Regions from separate parts of the Arachis hypogaea genome. Here region 1 is linked to region 2. A link is a contact called in public Hi-C data. All regions are on one chromosome and are shown on one strand. The core of a region is the stretch at or near the end of the contact, and the rest is flanking DNA. Distances in the headings are between cores, read along the strand shown. Region 1 holds the start of LOC112702995 (aspartic proteinase NANA, chloroplast). Region 2 holds the start of LOC112701432 (delta(3,5)-Delta(2,4)-dienoyl-CoA isomerase, peroxisomal).

Region 1 (4,976 bases), core at 2,027-4,526, 270 kb after region 2:
ATTTTAAACAAGCTCAAATAATATACAGACAAATTATTTAACACTGATTTATAATCATGAAAGTGATGAAATGACTAATATAAATAATTTAAAATCTTTAAAAAATGAATTTAATTAAAATAATTTTTTAGAGATTAATTTAAAAAATAAATAATCTTTTAAAAATTAATTTGATAATTTATTATAATATTAAAGTACAAATAAAGCGTAGACTTCCTAGGCAGACACATACAATTTGCTGTAAACCTGCAATAAAAGTGCTCATCAACAAATCTTAATCTACTACTCATAAATTAAGATTAAAATTGGATGAAGTTTCGGATAATAATATTAACATTCCTATTTTTTTTAATAATATCATTCCATACATAATATTTTTTAGCATCTATTTACATAAAGTTAGAAAAAAATAACGTTATTAAAATAAGAATTACGATAATATGGAATACATTTGCTACGTTTCTAAATTTATTAACATAAGTTTTCTTCTCTCCAAGAAAATGTCAATGCAAACTATTTCATATTCACTGATTAACGCGTATGTCATTCGTCAACCATTCACTTTCAGCCAACTGGCAAATTTTTTGTTTGTTTTGCAAGTCAAGCTTTGCTGTATATTTTCTTTGGTCCTTGCTGTTTTTATATTTTCTCCATACCTAAACCTTCATTTATAAATCTCTCTCTCTCTCTATCATTTATTATTGTTAGAACTTCAATTTTTTTATTTTTTCTATAACTTTTTTAGAACAAATATTTTTATGCGAATACTAACAAAATCATTTCAAATTAAGTATTAGGTAATGAGAAGTATTTATTAACATTTGAATTTTGTTTCATTTGCCAAGCATTCGGTTGAAGTAATTTGCTATTTATTTTTTTTAATTAAATAAGATTTCAACTTAACAACAATATCAATAATATGAGATTTACAGAATCTTAAATCCAATGTTTGATGTTTTGTAATTTATTATATTGATAGCAAAAACACATATAAGATGGTGTAGAAATTTAATAAGAGTGTTTATTTCATTAATTCTTTTGTGCAGATTTATTTTATAAGAAGAAATATTGAGGATAATCAAATATAGAATCATAAATGAAATATGAAAAGGATTAGTGTCGTTTTAAATCGAGGTGTTTGTCAAATTTATTTTAGTAGGTCATCTCAATACTAAAGACCGATTGAGTAAATTGAGTATTATTGACTAAAGAGATAATATGTGCGTTATATGTAGAAAGAATAAATGTTAAAACTGTTAAACACTTATTTATTATTTGTGAATATTTTTTTTATAAGTGTGATATGTTTTCAGACTATTTTAAAAATCATAAAAGAATAATTTGAGAGTTGACTATATTTTTGAGAGAAAAAATAGGCAAAAAATAATTAATTAATTTCTTCTTTGTTATATAAAATTTTTGTCTACATAAAAATAATATCATATGTTTTAATAAGATAATAAATTTGGTAGTTTATGTCATTTTTAGATCATGTTATTACTCACTGTGCCGAAAATAACACAGAAATTGTTTCTGGTTGTACTTTTTTATTCTATTTTTTTGGTTCGTCTTGTGTTAATCATGTGTTTCACTTAGTGTATTGAACTTTGTTTTAAAAAAAAAAGGTTATATATATATATATAATGGATTAAGGGAATTTGTATGATTTTTTTCAACAAAATAATTACTCGGCTCATGTTTTCAGGTGTTTTCTGAGACTTTCTATTTTTTTTTTAAAGAGGAAAACTCAAATTTTACAGAAATCAAATTTCGGATTAAGGCCCCACTTATCTTATCAGTGATTAAGTTATAATCTAGATGAACAACTTTTAATTTATATAAATTGAATTTAATGCTTTCTGACGCCAATTTTTTTACGTTGTCAAACAAAAATTTAAAATTATCGATAATATCAGAAAAATAATAACCAAAATTATTTTATTTAATTTAATATTTACAATTTTATGTATATAATGTTTATAGTTATATATTTATTATATTTAATATTATTATTTAATTATTTCAGTGATAATTAAAAAATAAAAATATAAATAATAATAAAAAATATAAAATAAAATAATTTTAAATTATATTGCATTTTTTTTTATAAAATTATCCGACTGGAGTGATTAACATACATAACAAATTAAATCATTTCATCTAAATCCAAATGATACAGGTAAGACCGTAAGAGAGAATCACGACAGATAAAGGACAACTTAAAAAAGCTAGTGTGAAAAGGAAAACTCCACATAAAAATAAAATATCTAGGGTAGGGGGTGGTCTTCAAAACCAGCATCCAATAAGACAATAATGTAGCATAGAGCAAATAACTGTGTAACAAGTAACAACTATACAAGCAAATCAAGACAAGTTTGGGAAAAATAAAACAGAATTATTAATTCGAAATAAGATATTCATACCTAAACAATTGAGGTCTTGTTTATGTTAATGATATATAATAAATAATACTAGTAATTATTCTCACCTAAGCAAATATGCTTTTTTTAAAAAATAGTTTATTTTATGATAAATTATTAAAATAGTATTCAAAAATTTATATCGTTAATAAAAATAAAAATAATTTTAAAAGATACCAATCGCAAATAAGTTTTCAAAAAATTTTAAAAAATAACAAAAATTAACTAAATATTAAATATATATTTTAAAAATGAATTTAAAAATTAAATTTTATTGTTGTGATTTCTTTCAATGATTATTAGAAAAATAAATGTTTTATTTTTAAACTTTGGTAATTTTATGCCAAACAAATTTTTAAAAAAAATTTGTTGCAGATGACTAAATTTGTTTAAAAAATAAAAAAGTTCTAGAAATTGAATTTTACTTTGATTTTTTGTTAAATAGTTATTTAAAATATTGCCACAAATTCATATCAAATGCACAAATTATTTGTTAAATGTAAAATTTTTTTCTGTCATTTATAAAAAAATATAATATTTATTAATTATTACATTTTTAAGTTATTCAAAAATTATTTTTGTTAGCAATATAAATTTTGGATACCATTTTATAGTTTATTTTTTTTATTAAACATGTTTTCATAAATAAGCTCATTTTTGTATAATTCTAAAAACCGAATCAAATTAATCAGTTCAACTGGATTAATCAAAATCGATCACCAAATTAATTCCGTTAGTTTCATAAAGTATTTGACAAAAAAAATAGTTACAAATCGATAATTAACCGATAAATCGATAAAACCTGTTGCTTTTAAAAAGATTTTTAATTCCATAAACCACTCCAAAATGACGCCGTTTTCACCTTAAAAAAAAAAATCCTAAATTCCCACGCAACCCAATCCCACACTCTCATTCTCACTCCTCTCCTCTCTGAAACTGAAGTAAAAGTTTGAAATTGAAAGAGCAAAAGACCCACAACTACCGCAGCCCCCACAGGATCCACCACAGCCATGCAGCTACCGCAGCCTCCGCAGCCCGGCTTCTTTGTCATTGTCGAACTCTCTCTCTCTGTATTTTCTGGTGTCGCGTCTCCACCGCAGCCCTGCAATCCTAAAAATGTCGTCGAACTCTTGAAGCTTCTCGTCCACCGCACTGAAACGCCGCTTCCACAATTATTTGATGGCACCACCAAAATCAAATTCGTAAGCACCACTAATTAACTCCGATCCCAAACCAAACCATTTATATGCTTCTTTATTTTCTCTATGTTTCTTATCTCTCATTGTGTTTATATAAAGTAGAGAAATACTAAGAAAACCAATAATGATAGACTAGCAAAATTTAATTTCGTAATGTTAAATATTGCTTGTCTCTCTCTTAATTACAAAATAAATATTAAATGAGTTGAAAAGATTTCAACATACAGAGAATACAAAAGAAGAAAAGTAAAAAAAATGATTTATTAAATTTATATATTTAAAATTATATATATATTTTTTTAATAATTTTATTTAATATTTAATTAAATCTTTTAATTTCTGTTAAATTTCAATCGAATCAATGAATTATTAAACCAGTAATTTTATCAGTGGTTCTTGCTACTTACATTTTTGTCACATTTGATTTTAACAGAAACACAAAAGAAAATAACATATTTAACAATTTTTTTATAATCCATGTTTATTTATCTATTATATTATGTTATTAATAATAAAAAATATAAGCATACGTTTTAACTTTTGGTATAATGCCACATAAATTTAAACGGATATGAATAAAAAAATGTTAATTTTTGTTAAAGTTGTATATATATATATATAGAGGAAAGAGGAAGAATCCGAAGTCCTAACTCTGAAAGGCGAAAACAAAAGAAGGGCCCTGCCCTTTTTGTATCTGTACCTCTCAATATCTTCTTCTCTTACTGCTTCTGTATCTTTTCCTTTCTCCATTCTTTTCCCTCTCTTTCCTTTTTTTTTCCTACCAAAATGGACCCATCTTCAACAAAACCAGCTCAAGCACCCTCTTCAATATTCTTCTAGCTCCTCATCATTATTCTCTCTCTCAATCAAACCATCACCAAAACCCCTCTATTATTTCCCCTAAACCTATTGTCACTTCAACACATTTTGTACAAATTTCTATATACCTATACATACATACATATATGCAGATGAGGATGAGGATGAGGATGCAATGGAGAAGTGGAACCGCCGCAATCCTCATCATCATCATAATAATAACAATAACCTCCTTCAACATTGCTCATGGTGGCGGTTACCAACAAAACGACATCGATGATGGCAAGGAGATGAGAATAGAACTCGTGCACAGGCACGATTCCCGCTTCTTCCGAAACAGAAACAGCGACAACAATGGCGCCTTGGATCAGCTGGAATACATAAAAGGATTCATCCAGCGAGACGCCGTAAGGCGCCAGAGGATGAACGAAAGATGGAGCATATCCACCAACAACAAGAAACACAACTTGAATAACAGAAGACAGAACTATGAAACGTTCGAAATGCCAATGCAGTCGGGCAGAGACAATGGCCTAGG
Region 2 (5,058 bases), core at 1,105-3,604:
GTAATTTTCGTGACAGTCAATTTTTTTCCTATCAAAAAATTTTGTTACGAAATGTAACATGATTTTGTAACATTTTTTTTAGTTACGAAAGCAAAATTAATTATTTTGTAACAACTTTTTTATTATAAATTACATGCATAATTTACTAAATTATTTTTTAAATTAACTAATATATTAACGCTTTTAATAAGCAAATTTACATGTATATATATAATATGCAAAAACATACATAAGTCAAATAAGATCTTTTTAGCTAAAATTGTCATTAAACAAAATAACATTAGCTAGTGAATACATTGATTAGTTCAACCAAAACATAAAAGTTCTAACATAGATTAGTGTCTCTATGTATCAAAACATTCTTGAGCCCTCAAGGTAGCATATGGTCACCATTTCAGCACTCCTGTAAATAAGAAAAACCGAAACAAAAATGTTAGAAACAAGATATAACACTAATTATAATTTTTCCACTAAGTTTTATCCAAAATTTTTAGAAAATTTTCGGCAAAACCTCCCCTAAAACTTGGATATTTCCACCGTCCACGGTTCCAACAAACACAACCAATTCACAACTTGCACCCTTTCAAACAACACAATGCAGTTTAATTGAGCAACCAAATAGGACAACAACCAAATAGTGAATAACAAAATCCAAAACTTCCAGCTTCCAACAACCAAAACAGTGAAGCACTTAGCTGGATAATCAATCAATTGAGCTTAGCAACAGTTGAAAACCAAAAGCAATTAAATATCAACTCAATCAATTAATTGAATCAAAGATGAATATTGAAAACAGCTTAAAATAAATTCCGGCAGCATTTCAGCGGTAAATTTGCCTATTTTACAATTTCAATCAATCAATTCAAATTCCATATGAATTCTTTGACAGTTAAAAACACAGAAAATCATAATGAATTCATAGGAAGGAAGTAAATAAGCCAATTCCAACAAGAAAAAATGAGGAAACAATTAAAATCAATCAAACCAGCAAGAAGCAGAGCAGCACTCAGCAGCTTAGCAAACAATGGCCCATCATACAGCACCCAAAACAGTAAAATGAACAAAGGTAATGGATTTAGGCAGCATTCTATTCATTGAAGTCAATAACCATTACACTTGCAAGCAGCATGGGCATAGCAGTTTATCCATTAATTCAACAGAAAATCAATCAAGTCAAACTAAACGATTTCAGCAACAGATTTATCAATAAAACCAATCTCAGTTCAGCAACCATCATCTATTCCAACACAAACAATAATAACTCAGCAGCATTTTCTTTCTCATTGAATTTAACAATCATTCAATAATCAAGCAATGAGGGGGAAAAATCAGCAGCAACCAACAGCAAGTATAGAGCAGCAATAACAGCTTAATGTGAGAAATTATTCAACAACAAATGCACACACAAATACAAGGATTACTTAAATGACTCATCATGCTTATCCACATAAGTCTGCAGTTAAACCACTTACCGTTTCACTTATGAGGCTTGTAACAACAGCTTTTTTATCAACTTCTTTCTCATCTTCCCTTTCAGGCTCACTGTCAGTACTGGTAGGAGGTGGAAGTGCTGAGTTAACTATATTACACATATGGTGGCGAGAACCTCTCTTGGAAACTCTACGTGAAGCTTCCTATGAAGCTCCTTTACCATTCCTCTTTTATTCGCAAAGCACTTGATAAACACAGCAATTGTGGTCCCTCCTTCAATGATAAGCTGTACACGTAATAAGACAATAATATTGGAACATAATTAATTCATGTAATTAAAACACCCTTTTTATTTTAAATTTTGGTTCTGAAATTGAAAGACAGTGTAAAATCCTGAGCGATGAGTAAAGAGAATTGAAAAATTCCAACACAGAAAGACTAGCTAGTCTAATAATAGCAATTTTATTTACAACTCCAGATTTTACTTCAACACAAAAATTCATTTATTACACACCTTGCAATGGTGATCGAATCCTTCGACGCATCGATTGCACGTCCTGCAATGCTTACTATGCTTTTTCACCTGATTCATATAATAGCATAGAAAAGAGCACTCAATTGTGATTAAATGGTAAGCACATAGTATGCAACTAAGATTCTAACCTCAAAATCACAAAGAGCACAAAATGAAATGTCATCTTCATTAAGATTTGGGAAAATGGCATCATCATCTTTCATGACAAGAGGGAATGGGAGCAGAGGCTTCTCTGCGGGCTCCCTCTCACTCTTCGGGTTCTTCCCAAGCAACGATGGTTGCTTCACTTGACGGCACCAGGGCATGACGGCAGTAGCAACACGGCCAGGGTACGACGGTGCCCACGACGCGAGCTCACAGCAGCGGCTCCCCCAACGGCCAGTCCGCGATGACTCTCCTCCTTTCTCGCGCGATTCTCTTCTTCAAAGCCCGTTTCGATCTCTCTCTCATCTCTGTTCCACAGCAACGGCCTCAACTAGCGCCAGCGGTGAACTTCACCCACGGCAATGGCAACGGCACGGCTCCTCACGCGCGGCAATCCGGCGGCGAGGCGCGGCGGGTTGGACAGCGGCGCGGAGCTTCTTCCTCTCCTCCTCCCCTTCTCCGCGGCCCCTTCCCCTACTTCCCCCTTTCTTTCTTTTATTTTTCGGATTGTTTGCTGAAGGGAGAGAAGTGTTGCGGCTGAGAGTGAGGGGTTTGGGTTGGATTTCGTTCTTAGTGAATTAGGGTTTGGTTAGGGATAGTTTGGATAATTTAAATAAAATTAGGGTAATAGAATAATTGAAAACCAAATTTTAATCCAACAATAATAATGTATAAAAATATTATTGTTCATTAATTTTACAAATTATTTTTAATAAAATGTTTAAATCTAAAAACTAAAAATAATATAATTAATTTTTTTATTTTTTAAAACAACAATATTAATATTTTAAAATATTAATTATTTAGTTCAAATCATATAAAATTCTTATTATTTCATAATTAAAAATTTTATAATTTAAATATAGAAAATAATTCAATAATTATAAAATTGGATAATAATCTTAATTTATTTTAAATTCAATTAATCAAAACTTGCTTTGATTATCTTTAATAAAATAATTTTTGAAATTAAAATTGTAAATAACTATGTGATTTAAGACTTGACCATAATAAAACTTTTCAAAAGTTCTGGATTTTACAGCAGTTTCCTTTTCCATCGGCGATATCCCCCCTTTTCCTCTCTTCCTTCTCCTGGCCTAGCTATTTCTCCGCTTTCTTATGTTTTCTGTGTTTTGTGTGTTAGGTTAAAGGAGAAAGGGAGAATAGGATAGAATTTGTAATTGAAAATTAAGGTTTTTTATTTGGGAATTTAGGGTTAAGTTTTTATAAAGAAAATTTGATAAAATAGATATTTTAATAAAATTAAATGATGAAATAATAATTTTAAAATTAAATGTACTTCATTAAAGATATTTAAGAACACAATTTATTAATATATTATTTAGTTTTAATAATTATTCTTAATTTAATGTATAAAATAAATATATTAATTATACTTTATAAAGTACAGTTTAAACCCAAAATATCAATTATTTAATTTAAATTATTTAACTCTACATTATCTCCAAATCTATTTAATTATTTCTAATAAAATAATTTCTAAAATTATAAAGTTTAAACTTAATAAGATAAAATCACAATTTATTTATATTTAGATTTTCAAAAATATTGAATGTTATAGCTAGGGCTAATGAATACAAATAGTATGTAAAAAATTTTAATTTTTGAAACAAAATAAAATTATTTTGAAAAAATTATATACACAATTTTTTTTACTCTTAAAGTGTTTAATATTTAAAAAAAAAATTGTTATAAAATATACTTATATTTTGTGACAAATAATTAACTTGTTACAAATAATATTAAATTTTGTGACAAATTAATTTTTTGTTACAAAACAATTGGAGTTTTTGAAACAAAAAGTTGTTTTGTTACAAAACAATTAGAGTTTTTGAAACAAAAAAAACAAATTGTTACAAAATATTTCGAATTTTTGTAACTTCTTTTTTTTGTTACAAAATATTACAATATTTTGTAACAAAATACTATCTCGTTACAAAAACTAACATAATTTGTAACAAAATAAAACAGGTTGTTACAAAATATTATCATGTTTTGTAACAATTTGTAATGTTGTTACAAAACATTATTCTTTTGTAACAATCACTAATTATTATTACAAAAAATCATTTTTTGTAACAATTTTAAATTTGATACAAATTTTTTGTTACAAATATTTCATTTTCTTGTAGTGCTCTCTCTTCTTTATTTCTGGTCCCACTTATAAATCAAAGGTGAGAGATCACACTGGATTCTGTCAAGTGTTAAAAAAACTGGAGAGCATCTATTTTCTTCTAGTGGGAGTGGATTTGTGATGAAACATATTACTAGGGGTGGTAAAGTGGGCTATCCGCTCCACCAAAGTCCACCACAAAACGAGACGGACCGGTCGGCCCCTCAAAAGTGATATGGGCTGAACTTGTTATTCTGCCCTGTCTTGCCTCTTTTAAGAAAAATAAACAAATCAAGCTTATTAATACCAGAAGAAAACGCCACTGGCAGAGAAGAAGAGCACGCACCGCTATCCACTGTAAAGCTGAGAAAGGGAGAGACAGAGCACCTTTGAGAGGAAGACAGAGCACCTTTGAGAGGGAGAGAGTGCCAGGGGCGCCAGTGCGAGGAGATCGACGAGCACCTTACACAGCCATGCCAACCGCAGCTTTTGATTGGCAGCGTGAAACTACCCCCTTTAGAGTTGAGTCGCTGTTGATTCTTTGTGCCGCTGAGGGGCTTCATGTGCAGCGCAAAAGAAAAGCTAGGACTACCAGCACGACGATGTTGCTAGAGTGAGAGAGGGCAAGATTCTGTGTGTTTGATTGAACCCAGAGGACAGAGGGCACTAGGACAAAGGCTCAAGAATGCAGTGCTGTGTTGTGTGAACCCTAATTCCCTTAATTTTAAATTTATATGATGTTAGTAAACTGACCAAAATGCCCACTAAAATGAAAACATATAGTTGGCCTGCCGGACTAGATCGTTGCACTCCG

Evidence for each region. Hi-C and Micro-C count contacts between places; a contact is called where the count stands out from the background.
Region 1: a Hi-C map of leaf shows a contact between it and region 2, with 4 times the contacts expected there. The contact joins the promoter of LOC112702995 here to the promoter of LOC112701432 in region 2. A contact is called at or near these places in 2 of 8 Hi-C or Micro-C datasets (both in leaf).

The regions. Positions count from the first base shown.
Region 1 is chr7:45,471,132-45,476,107 of arahy.Tifrunner.gnm2.J5K5, forward strand. LOC112702995 (aspartic proteinase NANA, chloroplast) reads left to right here and starts at 3,277. Exons shown (of 2, transcript XM_025754266.3): 1 at 3,277-4,976. The coding sequence starts at 4,585.
Region 2 is chr7:45,205,033-45,210,090 of arahy.Tifrunner.gnm2.J5K5, forward strand. LOC112701432 (delta(3,5)-Delta(2,4)-dienoyl-CoA isomerase, peroxisomal) reads left to right here and starts at 2,355. Exons shown (of 3, transcript XM_072198792.1): 1 at 2,355-2,525. The coding sequence starts at 2,355. LOC112702990 (protein S-acyltransferase 18) reads right to left here and starts at 5,056. Exons shown (of 4, transcript XM_025754263.3): 1 at 2,095-5,056; 2 at 1,946-2,014; 3 at 1,473-1,717; 4 at 188-403. The coding sequence starts at 2,271. The coding sequence ends at 1,580.